5 separate regions of the Mus musculus genome follow, and all the other regions are linked to region 1. The links are chromatin contacts, called in public Hi-C and HiChIP or PLAC-seq maps. All regions are on one chromosome and are shown on one strand. The core of a region is the stretch at or near the end of the contact, and the rest is flanking DNA. Distances in the headings are between cores, read along the strand shown.

Region 1 (3,684 bases), core at 565-3,064:
CCTCCCCCCTATCCTTCTGATACTTTAAATAATAATCTCTCATTTTACACCATGCAAAGCTTCATTCACCCACTCAACAAATATTTACTGTGTGCCAGGGACTGCCTGGGGAACAAAACAAAGTCCCTGTTCTATGAATCTAGAAGTCCAGAGCAGAGACAATCGAGAGACGGACAAGAGCAGTGTTGAACTGTTCTGAACAATAGGTTTGGAGACAACAGGGTAAGCAGGCAAGGAGCCTAGATGGGAGCACACTCAGCAGGGCAATGGGTGGCTCGGGTTTCAAAGTAGTCAGCTGACATTACCGAAGTGACAACTAACATGGGGCCGAAGAAAAAGTGCTAGAGGTGACACAGAGACATAATCCCTTCTAATTTTAAGTGCAGAAAAACACTATAGGTTGGCTATTGTGACATAATCTGTAATCCCAGCACCAGAAGATGGAAGTAGAAAGAGCTGGAGTTCAAGGCTATCCTCAGCTACACAGAAAGTTTTAGTACAGCCTGGGCTACATGAAACTATATCTCAAACAAACAAACAAACAAACAAGAACGAAACAAAATAAAACTAGAGCTAGAGGGATCCCTCAGTGGTTAAGAGCACTTGTCTTTGGAAAGGTCCTAGATTCTATTCCCACACCAACATGGTGGCTGGCTCACGACTATCTCTAATTTCAGAAGAGATCCAATACCCTCTTCTGACCTCCACGTGCACCAGGCATGTGTGTGATACCCATATATACATTCAAGGAAAACACACAAGTACAATAAAATAAATAAATCTGGGAGAGAAAAAAAAACCCCCAAACATAACCACCACTACTAGTTCAAATCCAAGTTTAATACACTTCATTAAAAAAAACAATAAAAAAGAAACACTAAAATATGGCAAAATCTCGACAACTCAAAGCGTTTTATTATACCTGAGTAAATTACAGCTCCCAGGTATGTAGTGGTTGGTGGTTCTGTGTTCACCTTTCACTGCCTGTCCTGCTTGCTCGTTGGCTTGTGGTCGAAGATCAAAATGACACCATTAAAAATGAAAGTTCCCCGCTTCTGGTTTCATTTCCTACCGCAAGGATGCCAGTGATTTTTTTCCTTTTTTTTTTTCAGAGATCACAAATCAGTCACCACTTCCTGCTTAAGACTCTCCGTAGGGTTGCTGCACAAAAACAAACTCAGGGAAACTAGGCACGGCTCGGAAGGACAGGGCCACCTGCTTGATTCAGGCAAAGGTGTCCCCCCAGTCTCACGTTTCGTGGTAAGTTCCGCGCTGGAACTGGCTCTTAAGCCAGCAGCCATCCACAGTGGCTCTCCCGTTCTGGCCCTCCTGTCCACCCAGTGTCCCCGAAAGGCTTCCCCAGTCTTAAGATCTACAGGGGCTGCGGGAAGGGGCTGGAATGTGAGTGGCCCCAGGCACTCCTAAACGATCTTTCGGACCGTCTTCAGAGATCCATTAAAATACTCTCTGTGCCTCAGTTTCCCCATCTACAGAAAGCCCATGAACCTCTATTGAAGCGGTGAAGCCTGGAGAAGATCAGGGCCGGCGTGTGTGCGGCTAAGGATCTCCTGTGACCGTGAGGGACCCAGGCCTAGTCCGCAGACCCTGGGGCGGCCACAGGGGCCACCTCGTCATCCCGGAACAGCGCTATCCGCGGACGACGCCACGCCCGCACAGCTGGGATACACTTTACTAGGAGCCGGGCGCGCCGGACTGCTCTGCGCAGGCGCGGTCCGCACTGCGCAGGCGTAGAGCTCTGCGCTGAGGTGAGGCATTGCGCGCCGCGAGGTGTGGGCGCGCGCTCCCCAGCCACGGCGCACGCGCGGGCCCGCGCCGACTCAGCACGGCCCGAGGGCGCGAGCCCGCCGTCACCGCTACCGCCGCCGGCCGGACCGCCGTGCGCCCGGCGTGCGCGTGGGAGAGAGCACGGCTGCCGGTGCCGGCGCCGCCCCGCTGCCTTCTATCTGCCTCAGCCTCGCGCGCCCAGTGGTGGCCGGTGAGTGCGGGGCTCGGGCCGCGGCCGCGGAGGCGCGGGCTCAGGGCGTTGGGCGGCGCGGGCCGCGGTGCGGGCTTCGGCGGACACGGCCCCCACCGCGCCCCGGCCTCGCTCCTCGTCAGGCCGGGCCCCGAGGGCTGAGGAGGCCGCGGGGCTGGGGCGCGAGAGGCCGCGGGGTCCGGGACGGCGGGGCGGGCGCGGCGGGGACCGGGAGGCCCGAAAGCCGAAAAACAAAAGAGGTGGCAGGCGGAGTGCTGAGCAGCCGCGGGGTGGCCGGCGCGGGGCTTCCAGTGCGACCGCACGAACCCCGGAGTCATTGTGCTGTCCAAGTTCCCTCCGCCCCGACCCAGCCCCGCCACGGCGCGCTGCCTGTCCCCGCCGGTCCTCGCCGGCTGCTTTTGTGGCACCGCTCGGAGGAGCGATCGTGTCTGTGTGCGCACTTGTGTCGTTTAATTGTAAGGTTTATTTTATTTTATTTTAATTTTTTTTTTGCGGAGAAATGCGCCGAGGAGAAAGTTGCTTTTTGAAAGCCATTTCAACAGTGTCTCATTCTTGCATAGTTAGACTGCAGCTGGGTGTTTGGCAGTGGGACCAAGATAATAGCAATACTGTAATGATTATGGGAACTGGTTGAAATAGGTTGGAGCTGAAGGCACTGCAAGAGTTTGCGGGTTCGTTTTAAATCTGACCAGCGCTGGCATTTCTACTTAGAATGGAAGCTTTATCATGGTTGTGGTAATGGGTTATTACTACTTGAAGTGAAATAGCAGCGCCTCACTGTGTGTGTGTGTATTTATAAACTGAGGAATGAAAAGTCTCCTTTCAAAGACAGGTCTCTGAACAGTGACCTGGGACAGAAGTATTGTGAATGCAGACATAAAAAGAGCTAGTTCATCTAACATTAGCATTCTCCGAATTTTTGTGGAGATACACTATAGATAATATTTCCACTCAGTGATACTGTTGAGTTTCGTGTAGTATTTAAACGTGAACTTTTTTTTTTTTTTCCTGGGTATGAAACACCAGGGCTTCCCACGCGGTTCGTGCTGGTCCACAAAGCCACGCCCCCAGTCCTAACAGGAAACTTTAAGGAACGTGGACATGGTTCCCAGTATTATTATGAATTTAGTTTTATATTTGTGGCTGTTGTAAGTGGGCCGATCCCTGGCCTCCTTTTAAGACACTTGAGCTTATTAAAAGGCTACAAGAGTACATTTTCCTGGAAAGGATCTTGTTAGGGACATTGCCATATAAGCTAACTTATACGTGATCTACAGGCAAAGGTGGCTTCTGTTTGGGAGGGACCCACAAGTCACAGCTTTTAGGACTGTGTGGCTCAGGAAGAGATGATGCCTGGACAGGTAAGTCCTTTTGGCTCAAAATCCATAGTGTGGGGCCAGGACAGCTTTGGCAAGCTCCCTAGAGTAGATGGGACCTACTGTGTTTGAGGCTGGCAGCCCACTAAACAAGGAAGTGTTGGGGGTGGAGTTCCAGCAGTAGCTGTGAAGGGTGGGAGGAGGCAGCACGGAGGAAGCGGGGTATGTGAAGTAGTTTGGAACTCTAATCCTGTTGTTGGAAATTACATAATCCCCCAGTCCTCAAAACCCTGTTCTGGAGCTGGTTAGATAACTCTTCTCCATAGGAATTGGGAGATCTAAAAGACATTTGTAGGCTGGGCAGTTAGCTCT
Region 2 (3,684 bases), core at 727-3,226, 240 kb after region 1:
GCAGCTTTTCTCCCAGGTCCTAGTGTTACGCTGTCAAGCAGGCTCTGTGGGCCTCGGAGGGAAACATGGCTCCTGGAACGGTATGCTGCAATCGCAGGTATCCAAGGGGCTGCTCCACACGGCCCTTCCTGCTAGACGGACACCGTAGCTACTACTTAGCTGTTTTTAGGCATCTCTGAGCTACTTTAATTTTGCTTGTTTGGGATCTTCTCCCTCCCTCCCTCCCTTAGAGGCAGGGACTCCTATACTGCCTCAGCCTTCTGGAAGCAGAGCTGGATGCATGGGAACCCTCACAATAATGGGAGTCACACCGCCAGGCTGATGTTGGCCTGTTGGCTCAGGGCCAAGCACACCGCTGCACTTAGCAACACTGACTGGATCCCATCTGCAGACACACTCTACTGTCTTTCTCACTCCACTCTAGAGGGAGCGCGCACGGTGTCCATCTTCGCTGTGATCCCTGTGATGAGCAGCAAGGCCCACAGTACCCAGGCTTCCCTGTGCTCAGAAACACGTGTGTAATCATGCGCAGAGATATATATATATTTTTGGTGGCGTTGAACCCAGGGCTTCTTGATGCCTGGCAATTTACCTACTTCATGTTCCCCAAAACGACTTCATGACTTTGGGGGTAGGATGTCAGTGCTGGGAGCAGACCCAACGTCAGTGCTCCACTGCTGAGTGAAGTCTAACACCGCCTCCCGCCGAACACCACCTCCCCCCCCCCCCCACCTCACCGCATCCCCATTAGTTCTGTGTTACCCTGACTGGTTCTGAGCCAAGATGACTCCTGAGTTCAGCAAATCCTGTCTCCATCCCTAAAGTACCAAAGTATTGGTACCGCAAGGGCTAGGTATGATTGATTACCCATTTGTGTCAATCACTTGGGAGAGGGGTGGGGGCAAGTCTTTCTTCTATGTATCCTAGACTAGATTTACGGTTGCCATCCGCCTCCCTCGACTTCTGGCTAGCTGGAATGGCAGCCCTGCAATGCTGTGTCTAGTTTCCTCCTCCTCCTCCTTTATTGGAAGGAGAGCTGCTTTTCTTGTTCCTGGGACTATCTTTGAGCACTACACAGAATATGGAGCCTACCCCGATCCTGGGGTCCCTGCAGTAGGACCCTGTTTGTCTTTGGCCTGGGTTCTCAGTATGGGCTTTGAAGACATTGCAAAGCCTGCAGGGCGAGGCAGGAGCTGACACACCCGCCTCTTCTATAGAAAGGTTCCAGAGGCAGCTGGACAGGACTAGGAGCACACGCCAGCAACAAGTGAAGAAGGGACATACGTGCACAGAGCATGCTGGTCTAGCAGGCCTCAGAGCAGAACTTGGGGGCTCGGAGGCCAGAAAGCGGGAAGCCCCGACCAGATCTGCTCCCTGACAGCTGATAAAATTTAATCCTGAACTTGCTGGGCTTCCTTGGTGCTTTGCTAGGATTATCTAGGTTGTGGAGTCGCGCCGGGAGGTGGCGGTGTGGTCACGCGCACGGGTCTGGCCGCGTCCAAGTTCAAGCTCTGGGTGGGGAGCTAGCTTCCCGTCGCCGTTTCGTTAATAACTTAAAGAGCCAGGCCGAGGTGCAGGGGCGGGTGCGTGGCGGGACGCGGCCGAGGCTCTGCCACTCGGCGCGGGAGGACTCCGACTCTGGTCGCAGTGCCGGGCTGGCCGCGCCCGGAAACCAGACGTCGCCTCGCTCGGCCGCAGGGAAGGTCTCGGCTCGCGTGCCCTGGGTCGCTTCTGGGGTCCCTCATTCAGGGCAAGCACGCGGGGGGCCGCCACAGCGAGTCCCCCCCCCCCCATCCCGCCGGCGCGCGCCGCCTCCAGCCTCCTCCCCTGCCCCCCTCTCTCCCTGCCACCTTCCCTCCTCCCCGCCTCCTCCCTCCCCGCTGTCCCCTCCTTCCCTCCCTCCCCGCCGTCCCCTCCCTCGTCGTCCCTCTCGCCCCTCCTCCTCCCCTCCCTCCTCCCGCTCCCCTCCCCCTCCGCTCCCGCCGCCTCCGCCCGCCGCCCCGGCCGCGTCGGGTAAACCTGTTCTGCGAGGCGGCCGCGCCGGGGCGGATCGAGCGGCCGGCGGCTCCTCGCGGCTCGCGGCGTCGGGGCCCGTGGAGCGCGCGGCCGGCCCTCGGCCGCGGCCCTCGGCAACGCCACCATGTACTCGGGAGCCGGCCCCGGTGAGTCCGCGCGGCGCCCGGCACTCGTGCCGCGGCGGTTGGCGGTTGGCGGGCGGGGCAGGCGAGGGCGGCGGGGCCTGTGGGGCCGCGGCGTAGCCTCGGGGCGGCCGGGCAGGGCCTCGGGGCCGGGAGGCCCAGTGCACCCGAGCAGCGCCACCGGGACGTGTGCGGGGGCCCAGGCTCGGCCTGCAACGGGTCTCCGTCCTCCCGCAGCGCTCCTCCCGCCGTTCCCGAGCGCATAGCTGTGGGGCCCAGCACGGCGGGCCTGGGGCGGGGAGCTGGACGGGTCGGGAACCGAACCACGGGGCCCCGGGACCGCGATCGGTCGCTTGGACGCAGTTTCACGCCGGGCAGCCGCCCTCCCCATTCAAGTGCTAATCGCCCTGCGATTTCCTAGCGGAGCGGGTGGCCGCCGTGGCACCCCTTTCCCACCAGCGTGCCCGTTTCTCTGGAAAAGTTCCAGAAAACTTAAAAACACGGACGCATTTCCCCACCCCGCTCCTGGAGCCGAGCGGAGGGCGGTTTACTCGCGGGGTTGAGAAAACAAGTGTTGGGGAGGCTTTTTCGCCTTCTCCCGCCAGGCACGTGGCTCCATTTCCCGGCTGCCCCGCCGCTTGCTCGGGCTCAGCCTGCACCCCTTTGTCCGCCAGGCTGTACTTGGCGCCCGCGGGCCCTCCCTGCTGCCCACCTGACCTAGTGGTTCGGCCCTGGGGCCTCCCCAGACTTCTTCACTGTGGGGTCTGGAAGCCTCCCAGATCCTCCCGGGTTCCCTATGGTGCCTGCTCCGGAGCCTAGTGCGCCTCCGCTCCTGATGTCACAGGGCTCCTCGAATGCCCACTGACCAACTTGTAAATGCGTTAAAAGGCTTCCCAACGATTTGAAGACCCTTTTAACCTTGCGCTTGGGAGGTGCCCGGGTCCTAGGGACAGATGTTGGGGCCTGGAGGTCCCTGCGAAATGGCCAGCGGCAGCCTCCTGCCAGATTGGGAACCCCCCCCCCACCCCCACCCCCCAGCTCAGCGCTGTGGAGGAACCCAGCAAATCTTAGCTCCAAATTTGTACGTTTTCCCAATGTGTCAATTTCTAGTGACTTCCTCGGGGACGAGGCCAGGCTTTCGTCAATTTCGCGTGTTGATTGATCCCTTCAGCTTGCCACAGTGGGTCTTTCTTGAAGACGCTGGACAGTGGAGGCTCAGAGAGGTTTAACATCCGGGAGCCAGCAAGCATTAGGGCAACCTGTTTGAGCACTCCCCTCTAGAAGTGGTTCCCAGTCCCTTTGACCTTGACCCGCTGTTGGAAGTACTGGTTTGGTGTGGATTAGACCAGTGAGCTCTTTGCTAGGGTGGAAGTAAGAGCCTACTGTGTGTTCTGCAAGGGGAGCTTTGTTGCCTTTAAAAAAAAGAGAGAATGCGGTAGCAACCGGTTCATTTTGGTCACTGGCAGCTTTGAAGATGGCTGCTGCGTGGGCCTCCGCATTGTGGCCTAAGAGGGAGACAGTCCCCTCTAACCAAGAAGGCCTTGGG
Region 3 (3,684 bases), core at 739-3,238, 230 kb before region 1:
GTGTGTGTGTGTGTGTAAAATGTAAACACACAGAGGACAACTTTAGGGAATCAATTCTTTCCTCTCACTATCACACTCGGGTTGTCAAGCTTGGTGAGAAGTGCCTTTATCCACCGAGTCAGATCACTGGTTCTCAGCTTTCTGTCGGCTGAACGCTGAGGGAGGCAGGAATTACTGTGAGCTACAGTGACCTGTGAAGGCTGTCTGGAGGGGTGGCACACCGGGCAGTCTGGCCCAAGAAAAGCAAGGGTCAGGAGGTTTTGATCACAAAGGTGAGAGGGAGGAGAGACAGCTCCAAGTGATGCGAGGTCTTGTCCTAAGAGATGGATTCCTGGCTGAGGGCTGTGACCCCATAGGGAGGAGCACCCTGGAGACTGCAGTGCCTTGTTGATGCCAGCCAGTGGGGCGGTCCCATACATAACCTGTCTTCACCCTTCATTCTTAGAGCTGTGCCAGGTGCCTCACCCTGTCACCTGCTGTGGGCGGCTGGCTCCCTGCCTCCTCTCCAGGTCACCCTGGTCATTTGGTTCATGGCTGCAGCTTCTGAGGCCAGACTCTTCCCTTGCTCCTGCTCCTCTTGACAGGGTGACCTAGATATGTGGTGCTGTGCTACACTCCCTCCCACCCCCACCCCTTTCCCTATAGGCCTGGAAGCTGCTTGCAAAAGCTAGACAGCCTTCCTGGGTTCAGATCCTTGCTCGGCCACTTACCCACTGTCTGACCCCAGGCCTGATATTCGGTTCCTGTTTCCTCTTCTACAGAGGGGCACCAACAGCACTGGATTGCTATGTGCTTAAGGCAGCTTGTTTGTGGTTGGAGATGGTATCCTACCCTTGAACTCATGATCCTGCTCCTGCCTCTGAGTGCTGGGATGATGGACCTGTGCCGCTGGCTCACCATGCCTGGCTTGTAAGGTGGCTTTGATCACACAGGGCCTAAGCTGTTGGTTGGTTGGTTGTTTGGTTGTTTGGTTGGTTGTTTGGTTGGTTGGTTGGTTGGTTGATCGGTTGTTTTTTTTTTTGAGACAGATATTCTCTGTGTAGCCCCGGCTGTTCTAGAACTAGACATCTGCCTGCCTTTGCCTCCTGACTATCTGGCTGACACCTGAGTCCTTAATTCTCCTGCTTCCACCTCCCCTAGGATTATAATTAAACAGCACAATGAACATCTTTTTGTTGCTGTCAATTGTTTTTTTTTATCACATTTTTCACGATGTAGCCCAAGCTAGCCTCAAACTTTCATGGACCCACAGACACTCACTATCAAGTCTGCTTTATCTGAGGGACCGTCTGATGCTGATGCTGTCCTGAACTTCCCTGGGCCTCAATGGGACCGTCCTTCATCATCCTTTCCTGGTGTCCTCACTGCAGAGCTGGAGCTATGGGGACATTTTCTTCTCACTTCACAGATGGAGAAGACGGCTTAGGGAAGGACTCGTCTGGCATGCAGAGGCAGTGGAAGGAATTCAAACTTCCACGAGAAGTCATGTGATTCCCCAGGTATCCATACGACCTGGGGATCACCCTGGAAATTATGTGACTATACTCATGTCATTTGGTCCCAAATGGCCCCATGACCTTGGAAAGATTTGTGGACTCCTAAGGATTTCAGTAATCTCTGCTTTGTGGCCAATTCTGGAGCCTAAAGTCCTGACTGACCTAGCTCTGCCCAAGACTGAGGTTTTTTTTTTTTTTTTTTTTTTTTTTTTTTTTGAGGTTCCTTATTGCCAAGACCCCTGGACCTCTGACCTGCACGTTCAGGGCTTGTGGGAGGCTAGAGGTCTTTACCTTGCTGGAGGGAGATCTTGGCCTCAGAGTCTAGGCTCACTCACTCTCTTCTTAGGGAGTTGCCCCACTCCGTGGGGTTCCCACCCACTTCATTCCAGATGGGGCTTATAGCAGGGGGGAAGCAGAGAGGGGGGATGCTTCTCCAGGGTACATGCTTTGAAGGGCACTTAAACAAGGCTAGCTGGGGTGAGGGTTTTAGAGCATACTGGATGGAGCTGAACTATTTAGCCCTGGAGCAGAGAAAGGGGCGTGGCTCACAGGGGTTGTTCAAAATCTTTGGCAGTTAAATTAGCATGCTAATTGAGACAATGGGGAACTGGAAAATAGGAATTTTTTAAGGTGTTCACTTTTTTTTTTTTAAGCTTGGACTGGGCATGGTAGTACATGTCTGCTATGATCTTGGCACTCTGGAAACAGAGTCTGGAGTATCAAGAATTTGATGCCAATCCTGGTTTACCTAGTGAGTTTGAGGCCTTCTGGGCTGTGAGAATCCCTGTCTCAAAACAAATGAGAGCAAACAGTTGTATGAGCAAAGGTGCTTACCCAGGGACTGTGTAGTCAGGTCACAGCCTATGCCTTCTCTCTCTGCCCTCTTCAGAACCACCTGTCCCATGCTCAGAAGCAGGCAACAGTACTCTGAGTGAACTTACCTTCGGATGTAAAGGGATCTGGCAAGGTAGCAAGGGGCCTCAATTAATAAGTGGGTGTGCTTGTTGCTACTGTTGTTCTTATTGTTGTTGTTGTTTTGTTTAGTTGTCTGTTTCGTGACAGAGTCTCACTCTGTGGCCCAGACTGGCCTCCTACTCTCGATCCTGCAGCCTCAGCTTTAGCCTCCGGGGGCCGGGATTACAGGCGTGGATCTCCACACCCAGTTCTTTATTGAATTTTAATCATAGTACAATCTGAGCCATCCTAATTTACGCAGGGCTTCAATGTGCTTCACCTCCCTCCCCTCCCGGGAACCCACAAGTCCAAGGTTATCGCTTATCAATCTGAAGCTTTCCCCGCTGCAGAGAAGCCAGACGTTTCCCCCAGGAGAGTTCAAAGGGTATCAGGACAGTCGTCCTGAAGAGTCAGAGGAGGGTCTGTGGAAGGGCAGATGGGACAGGCCCTCAGGAGTGTGCCCTAGATGCACGTAGGCATCCGTACCTCTCAACAGCCTCCATCAGTTTTCCCTTGGGGCCATCCTGCCCTCAATCTTCAGCAGTTCCTGCAAGCAGAGAGGATACTCAGATTAGACGTACCCCCGCCCCCATTTACCTTCTCTGTCTATGAAATGGGATCATACCAGTGCCCAAAGTACAGAAGACTAAGGGCAGGGTGTGGGTAGATATGAGTGGGTTAAGTCCATCTCCTTTTCTGCTGAGTACTTCTTGGGTTTTGCCAAGCGTTGTCCTCCCCTCTGCTGTGGTCCAGCAGGTTTGCTATGCACTCCAGAGGCGGGAGTCTCCTCTCTCTTAGCACAGGCTGAGGAGCAGTTCAGGGAAGACCACCAGTTGGTAGCTGTCTTGATTAACGCAGGGTGCAGTGCAGACATCCTTATTGAAAGGGCCCTCATTTCCTCATGGGTCAAGGCACAGAGATGGGCAGGGAAGGAAAGACACCTTACAACAATAGACAGAATCCTCCCTTCCTGCATCTGCCATCTTGCTGACTGGACACCTAATGAGATGTGACCCAGAGGTGAGTCTTGTCTGGGTCAGCTATACTGTACAGAGGCAGGTACAACTTCTTGGGCCTTCTTGTCTCAAGAGGAACACACACACACACACACATAGGGCCGAAAATGGAAAGGACGTAGGTAGCAGGCCTCCTCGGGTAAGAGAGCAGACAGCAATGAAGCTATCGTGGCACTCCAGGCTCCCAAGCAGCTGGGAGATCACTGTTCTTTACAAAC
Region 4 (3,684 bases), core at 522-3,021, 200 kb after region 1:
GAACCCAGAGCCTTGTTCATCCTAGCTAATTGTTCTAACACTGACCTGTACAGGTTAAAGCACACTCCACAAGTTTGAGTGCAAAGGCTGTTCTCTTTCAACTGAAGTGAAAACATTGAAAGTTTTTGCTTTCAGGATGATGGAGCATGCTTTAACAGGCAGAACATTCAGTTGTACTCCCGGGTAAGTTCTGGGGTCAACTCTGAGAATAGCCAACAGTGCATTCATGGGAGCCAGGAAGTAGATCACATTGGAGAGGCTCTGTTTCTCAGTGTTTGCTTTATTATTATTATTATTACATTTATTTGTGAGAAAGGGACTCCAGTGTGCCCTGGCATGCATGTGGAGGTCAGAGTACAATTTGGAGGAATCATGCCACCAGGGAATGTCCTCAAGTAATACGGGTTGGAGGCAAGTACCTTTACTTGCTGAGCCATATTATCAGCCCTCAGTATCTTATTTCTATTTCAGCCTGAGATGTGCACATAGTCCACATTTCAAGTCTCTGCCCCTTCAGGATAGTGCACCATCTCTTAACACATGGTCTTATCAAAGTTAACATCAAGTAATAGGATAGTAAACAATGACAATATTGACATTTTCTATATAATGTTCCTGTATAAAGTTATTCAATTTTCATAGCCAGCCACCCTGTACAGTTAGGACATATTCTGAATCCTTTTGTCTAATTCTTTTTTTTTTTTTTTTGGTTTTTCGAGACAGGGTTTCTCTGTGTAGCCTTGGCTGTCCTGGCACTCACTTTGTAGACCAGGCTGGCCTCGAACTCAGAAATCCGCCTGCCTCTGCCTCCCGAGTGCTGGGATTAAAGGCGTGCGCTACCACCACCCGGCTCCTTTTGTCTAATTCTTAGGGGCCATGTGTGCCTCAGAATTCATTGTGATTCCTTTTAACTAGAAAACTAGTGTATGACACACTTATTATTCTATAATTCTCCATTAAACTCCCAGAGTCAACCAATAATATTTCTACACAAAATATAAATACATTTACAGAGAAATAAAGATAAAATAATAATAATAGTAAGATAAGATAATAACAAAGTTAAAATGTCTTCTATTCAGTCAGATTTTACTGCTATATCACATGCATTTAAACTTAAAAAATGCAAGCTTAGATTTTGGGAGTAAGACTTGTGTCTCCTCACAGAGGTGAGGTGCAGATGCAGATCAGTAGGCGTGTCAGCACTGGGGTTCTTTGTGGAGCTGGGGTTTACTGTGCTGAGCTGTCAGGCCCCTCATCACATGGATTTGCACTTTATATCCCTTTAGAGAAAAAGTTTCCTGTAAGTCATGCCACAAAATAATAATTTAACAGTATTAGTTGTGATTTAATTTTCTTAATGTGGGTGCTCAATTTGGAAATGAATTTAAGAATACACCAATTGTTGCTTGTCTTATGTCTTAAGCTTTTTTTTTTTTATCCAGAAAGCCTCCCTACCATATACTCACATTTGTTTGCATTTTAAAAAATGAAATTATTTGACTTGCTAATGGGTCTCAGTGCAGGTGTGCTACTATGGCTCCAGTAAGTAGAGGTTTGTGTTGACACCAGGCTAACCTGTCAACAGGGTCAAAAGAAAACGAGTTTCTGTGCTTCCTGTGGTGCTGGGCAGACACGAGAGTCTGGACAGTGTGTGAACTCAGTCTTAAAAGAAAAGCTGGAATTTGCACAGCAAACAGGCACAGGAAATACATTCCAGGCAGTGGGAAGAGCGTGGGTATTGATGTGGGGTCATGGGACTAGTTTAGCCAGATGTGACCCAAGCTGGTCTCTGTGGGAGTTGGGGAATTCTCATCAGAAGGCTCAGAGGTGCCTGTATTCTACAGGCTTACTCTTTCTTTGAGATTATTTTCATACACTGCACCTCATCCTGAAATACATGGTAACTTTTGGTAAAGTCTAACTCATGCTCTGTGCAGGATGTCTCCAGCCTCCAGGTAGCTCCAAGTGTGTGTGCATAGCCCATGTGCAGAACTAAGTAACGCATGCCCAGACCCCTGACTATAATGTCTGCCTTAAAGCGTCTCCCTCTGTATGTAGCAGCAAGGCCTGCTGAAGTGGGATAGCTTCACAATTCAATTCTAACTTATCCTGTATAGTTCTGTGATCTCTGAGGAGGTACCTGCTTTAACTGCCTGAATAAAGTGCCGGCTGTCTATATAGAGCCTCAACTGTCTTAGTTCCTCCTTGGCACTGAGCTGCCACACTGTGCATTTTTGTGTGGTACACTCTATTGTTAGTTAGGCCTTTAGCTGCTGCTGTTACAAGGTCTCACTAAATTGTCCAAGCTAGCCTTCTATTTACTCAGTGTGTAACTTAGGATCCTAAGGTTGTAACCCTTCTCCCTCAGATTAACTGAGATCACAGGCCTTTGCCTGTCACCCTGTTTGTTTGTGTTTGTTTGTTTGTTTGTTTGTTTGTTTGTTTGTTTTAAAATTGGATTGGGGCTGCATCTCAGTGGTAAGTGCTTGACTGGCATGTGTAAAATGCTGGGTCTAGCCCCCAGTATAGGGAAGGGAAAAAAAGTCACACACCTATAATCCTAGTACTTAGCAGGGTGAGGCCATGTTGCTATTCCTGGCCAACTGGAGCTATAATGTGAGACCCAATCCCAAAGCTTGTGTTTTCTTTTCTTTATTCGTTTTCAGTTCTTGTTACCCTATATGTTTTTCTCCTAAAGAATTGCCTGCTTGTGCCTTTTGTTCTTTGCCTGCTTTTATTTAAAAGTATGTTCTCCGTGAAACATGATTGTATATATTAAACATTCTACTCATATGTAGAAGCTTTGGAAAGGCTTACCAAGTCCAGTGGAAGCATCTTAGAGGCTTGATTGCCTTCTGCAACATCCCTACATGCTTACAGCTCCTGGGTTGGGCTTTTGTACTAATTCATTCAGAATTTTGATTTACACTCACTGAGTAGTGATATCCTAGTGCTGGTGTTTTCAAAACATTCTCCTCCCCTTGCCCCCATTTTCCCCCTCCCCACTCCTCTTAGCTGTTCTCTCAGCACATCAAAGTTGCCAGATTCTGAGCTAACTCCGTTACCTTTCTCTGTGGTTTTCATGTCATTTCCCTTATACACTCAGCCGTGGAAAGCCGAGGCGGTGCTGCTTTTTTACTTTCTCCCACATTCACTGAGACCAGATCCTCTTGGTTCTGAGTGCTGCCATCCTCACACCTTCACTGATTATGTCAGGCTCTTCACAGGCCCATCCACTCTCAGCATATACTGATGAGTAACTGCATATCAGTAAGCCAGGTGCAGTGAGGAGAAAGAGACAAACTAATGAAGCAGTAGACAGAGAAGGAGAGGAGAAGTTAAGTGCTTTGAAAAGAATCCGAAGAGGAGATTCAAAGAACAGGTGCAGAGCCCCAGGGTGAACATACAGGGTGGGGCACAGAGTGGACACTGTCCCATCCTAATCTGGTTTAAAAAAAACAAAACAAAACACCAAAGTATCTCCTGCCACTCGCTGTCTTCAGAGTGCTGTCTGCAATTGCATTCATTTCCATGTGTAGCCTGGAAGGAGATGGGTAGCACAGAAGAGCACCAAGTGGAAGCAGACAAGCCTGAGGGCTTCCCTCTTAAGCTACAAGTGGGTGGTGGAGAGAGGCTGTTAGATGAGTGACAAGCAAGCTCTACTGGCCTGTTTAAATCACA
Region 5 (3,684 bases), core at 628-3,127, 150 kb after region 1:
TCATCCATACTGTGCCCTTGATTCACTCAGAACCACAGAGCATTTCTTTTTTCATGTTCCTTTTATCTTTTAAGCTTCATCCTTTGAACTTATTGAAGACAAACTCTGGCTTTTAGAACTACACATCTTCTTGGGTTTTCTCCTGTTCTGTGGCTCATACTTTTCTAGTCTCCTTCACCATTTTCTCTTTTTTTCTCTGACTTTTTATTTCTGTGGAGCTGCAAAGCATAGTCCTGAACCTACTGACTCTTCTGATGATCCACAGTCCCAAGGATCAGACTGTCTTAATGCCTCTGGTGCCCCCAGCTATCTCAACAGTGTCCTTGCTTATCATATTTAGAGACCTTCAACTTCTCATTTCTCCTTCCACATTATTAGTTCCTCTGGTCAAAACCTGAATTCACTCTCTCCTAGCAAACCAAGAGACACCTTTGCTGAACCTTGAGGAAAAAAAATCCACATGCCCAGCCCTTCTCCCACCTCCACTGCTGCTCACTACCCAGGCAACCATAGCTTGTTGTCCAGGTTCTAGCGGTAACCACCTATACCACTCTCCATGCTTGACTTGACTTTATATATCATCTCTCAGCAGCAGATGGAGCTAGAGTGTCCTTTCCACACCCAAATGGTCAGAGCTATAGGTTCAGTTAGGCATGGTGGCTCATGTTTACATTCTCAGTATGGAAAGGCTGCTTCAGGAAGATTGCTGCTAATTTGAGACTATCCTAGACAATGGGTTCAACTGCCCTGACCACACCCAAGCTCTCATCCTCCTGAAATGAAAACCAAGTCTTTATATTAACTTAGAAATGCATACATCTCCTCCCCTCTTTTTCTGGCTCCTAGGTTCCCGTCTCAGTATTTCTACCTTTACACACTCTGCTCTTACAGTCTTGCTACATCACCCCCATCCCCAAATCCTTTGAGCTTCCATGTTCACCATTTCTTCAACAGCATGTAACTTCCCCACTTTACTATGACTGGCTCCCTCTTCTTGGAAGCTTTGTCTTCCTCTCATCTGCTCAGTGAAGTGTTCCTCGTGTAGCTGACACCCCTTGGTCTCCCATGTTCTGCCTGATCTACTCCTGTCTTCTAAAATGCTGTTCTAATATATTGTGAAATAACTGACTTTATCATTGGTGTTTTGCACTGGAATGCCAGCCAACCTTTAAAAGCAGTTTGTTCACTTGTGTGCCCCAAGAACCCAGGATAGCACCTACCATATTGCATATACTCAGCATCTGGTACATGCATAAGTGACTTGCCTGTGGCATTTCACATGTGTATCCATTTTACTCTGGAATTTCATACAGAATATTCTTAACTCTGATTTTATAGTTCCAGTTCTGTCTGACCACAAGTCCACAGTTACAAAACTCTGTGTGTGTGTGTGTGTGTGTGTGTGTGTGTTGACTAATATGGAGAACCTTTTTGCATGTATGAGTGATTCTGTAATTTCCCTGACACAGGAGAATCCAGCTTTGGCTGTTGCAATCAAAACATGTAAAAACTGTACTTCGGACAGCGTGAGAGAGAAGTTCCTTCAAGAAGCCTGTAAGTTTGTTGAAACTTCTGTGGAATTCAATTTCACTTTTTACCTAAATCTAGCTGTCTTTGCAGGAAAGATGCTTTTACTTTTATAAGTATTATTCACCTTGCAAACTAATGTCTAAATTTAACAGATTTTCATAGACAGACATGTTTATATGTAGAGGAAGATGGCACATTCCCTTTGTTATTTGGTTCCTGTAGCATTCCGTATCTTTGGCTGGAGTTGGTGCATTCACATAAATGGCTCTAGCCCAGATCCTGCCAGGTTCCATGAGTACAGAGGTAACTATGGCAACAGTTACAACCTGATGGAGTCCATAAGCTACAGATGAGTCAGGATAATGACTAGCTTCCTGCCCTATGTAATCAGACAGAAACCCCAGGAGAGGCTTCCTGTGACAGCTTCCTGGGTGACTTTAGCTTGAAAGGATTTCCACCACCCCACTCACAGCCTTCTGGCCTAGGTGTGTACATCCGGTAGTGAGGCTGTCTCAGATGAGCTGTGCGTTATGAGCCTTCTCTCCTCAAAGGTTAGTGGTAAAGAATAGGATCTTGTCTAGCTTGTATACATCAAACACCCTGATGTCCCCTCTCCTCTCATAGGATTTCTCTATTCTTAGCCTTCAAGTCCCTGCCTCCTGCCAGCCACCGTCATTCTCACAGAACCATATTCTGCTCCTCTTGAGAGTTCCTGTTTAAATACATAAAATGATCACATGTGCTTATTATCTGTCTCTCCTGTAGACTTTACGTTCTGTGGGGACAAGGGCTGCACAGAGACCAGTGCAGGGCTTGGCCTGGGGAAGGCAGTCGGCACGTCTGCCTTAATACACAGAGACCAGTGCAGGGCTTGGCCTGGGGAAGGCAGTCGGCACGTCTGCCTTAATACACAGAGACCAGTGCAGGGCTTGGCCTGGGGAAGGCAATCGGCACAGAGACCAGTGCAGGGCTTGGCCTGGGGAAGGCAGTCGGCACGTCTGCCTTAATACAGAACCCCACTGATGCTCACACACAAACGTTGGACGGGTCTCTTAAGACACTACTGCCGAATTTGGTTATATATTTCTGTAGAAATAGCCAGGTTAGATTAAGACTGTTTTCATCTTTGGAAGGTTTGATAATTGCTTCTTCAGGAAATGCAACAGATGTAGTGTAGCTGACACACAAATCGCACCCCCCACCTCCAGGCAATAACAAGCTGTAAGATAGGGGAGATGGCCTAAGCCCAGAAAACATAAATTGTGGCCAGATAGGAAAGATTTCAGCTTCGATGACAATGTAGCTTACATCCCAGCTCTCCAGCCCCATCACTGCTACAGAAACACAGATGGTACATAAAGGAATGCACAGGCAGGCAAGGTTGCAGTGAGCTTACTTTATAAGCGAGAGATAGCACTTCATCCACTATCTGGATAGGTAAGTGACAGGCTAAACTTCACCTGGGGTTTCTAGTGTAGTGTGACAGTTTCTCAGTGACTGCAAGACCCTCCTCAGCTCCTTATTCTGTGCTCTGTATTATCAACACTAATTATTTCAAAGGAAATAAAAAGTCCTGATAATGATCTTGATGTCATAGAAAACCAGGGGTGATAGCCGATGCCCTGGGTACCTAGAAAATTTTCACAAAATAACAGTGATTAAGCAGTGATGTGAATTTAACAATATCGAATTTGGTGATATACTTTGAATTTTTATTCTCTATGTATTTTATATGTTAGATACAAACAAGGAAGGGCTGGATAGGTGGCTCAGTAGTTAAGCACATGTACTACTGCTTGCAAAGGACCTGGGTTCAGTGTCCCGAACCCACATTAGGTGGTTCACAACTGCCTGTAAGTCTAGCTCCTGAGAATCTGACTTCCTCTTCTGTCCTTTCTCAACACCTGCACTCACATATGCATGCTCACTCACAGACAGATACTTTTGCTGTTACTTCTTTGCTTGACATCCTTTTGTTTTTGTCTTTGCATTTTAGGAGTGTAAAGTCCTATGTTTCCAAGTAGTTGCCTTTAAAACTTGGAGTTTCTTTTAAGGTTCTGAAACACTTAAGGATAGCTTTTGTTTTGATGCTAGAGAGTTGTAGAAACTATGAATGATTTTGTGCCATATATTCTGGGTCCTCTTGGGCTCACT

The links. A called contact is a pair of places that touch in the nucleus more often than the background predicts. HiChIP or PLAC-seq counts read pairs in DNA pulled down with a chosen protein or histone mark.
Region 2: a Hi-C map of muscle stem cells shows a contact between it and region 1, with 4 times the contacts expected there. The contact joins the promoter of Ago2 here to the promoter of Ptk2 in region 1. A contact is called at or near these places in 1 of 39 promoter capture datasets (embryonic stem cells), 7 of 484 Hi-C or Micro-C datasets (CD4 T cells, the G1E-ER4 cell line, embryonic stem cells and 1 more) and 4 of 115 datasets of contacts at active chromatin or transcription factors (embryonic stem cells, memory CD8 T cells and pancreatic cancer cells).
Region 3: an H3K4me3 HiChIP or PLAC-seq map of embryonic stem cells shows a contact between it and region 1, with 5 times the contacts expected there. The contact joins the enhancer-like site here to the promoter of Ptk2 in region 1. A contact is called at or near these places in 1 of 39 promoter capture datasets (the C10 cell line), 1 of 484 Hi-C or Micro-C datasets (muscle stem cells), 2 of 115 datasets of contacts at active chromatin or transcription factors (embryonic stem cells and memory CD8 T cells) and 3 of 9 other capture datasets (adipose tissue, liver and pancreatic islet).
Region 4: a contact with region 1 is called in an H3K27ac HiChIP or PLAC-seq map of embryonic stem cells, with 2.5 times the contacts expected there. The contact joins the enhancer-like site here to the promoter of Ptk2 in region 1. A contact is called at or near these places in 7 of 39 promoter capture datasets (the 3T3-L1 cell line, the C10 cell line, cranial neural crest and 2 more), 4 of 115 datasets of contacts at active chromatin or transcription factors (astrocytes, embryonic stem cells and memory CD8 T cells) and 2 of 9 other capture datasets (adipose tissue and liver).
Region 5: a contact with region 1 is called in a Hi-C map of Th1 cells, with 2.2 times the contacts expected there. The contact joins the enhancer-like site here to the promoter of Ptk2 in region 1. A contact is called at or near these places in 3 of 39 promoter capture datasets (the C10 cell line, cranial neural crest and liver), 2 of 484 Hi-C or Micro-C datasets (Th1 cells and cortical neurons), 2 of 115 datasets of contacts at active chromatin or transcription factors (embryonic stem cells and pancreatic cancer cells) and 1 of 9 other capture datasets (pancreatic islet).

Annotation. Positions count from the first base shown.
Region 1 is chr15:73,421,321-73,425,004 of GRCm38.p6, reverse strand. It overlaps Ptk2 (PTK2 protein tyrosine kinase 2), which reads left to right and starts at 1,814. Exons shown (of 35, transcript NM_001358046.1): 1 at 1,814-1,996.
Region 2 is chr15:73,183,239-73,186,922 of GRCm38.p6, reverse strand. It overlaps Ago2 (argonaute RISC catalytic subunit 2), which reads left to right and starts at 1,976. Exons shown (of 19, transcript NM_153178.4): 1 at 1,976-2,162. The coding sequence starts at 2,141.
Region 3 is chr15:73,651,310-73,654,993 of GRCm38.p6, reverse strand. No RefSeq gene overlaps it. Among named protein-coding and RNA genes, the nearest start is that of Slc45a4, 28 kb to the right of the region's middle. Within about 2 kb of position 1,988, at least 10 of the 459 cell types and tissues checked have an H3K27ac peak or open chromatin away from gene starts, as enhancers often do. A contact at or near this core is called in embryonic stem cells, where this site is marked.
Region 4 is chr15:73,224,733-73,228,416 of GRCm38.p6, reverse strand. All of the region lies in intron 28 of Ptk2 (PTK2 protein tyrosine kinase 2), which reads left to right. Among named protein-coding and RNA genes, the nearest start is that of Mir151, 28 kb to the left of the region's middle. Within about 2 kb of position 1,771, at least 33 of the 459 cell types and tissues checked have an H3K27ac peak or open chromatin away from gene starts, as enhancers often do.
Region 5 is chr15:73,266,679-73,270,362 of GRCm38.p6, reverse strand. It overlaps Ptk2 (PTK2 protein tyrosine kinase 2), which reads left to right. Exons shown (of 35, transcript NM_001358046.1): 19 at 1,470-1,554. Among named protein-coding and RNA genes, the nearest start is that of Mir151, 14 kb to the right of the region's middle. Within about 2 kb of position 1,877, at least 61 of the 459 cell types and tissues checked have an H3K27ac peak or open chromatin away from gene starts, as enhancers often do. A contact at or near this core is called in Th1 cells and pancreatic cancer cells, where this site is marked.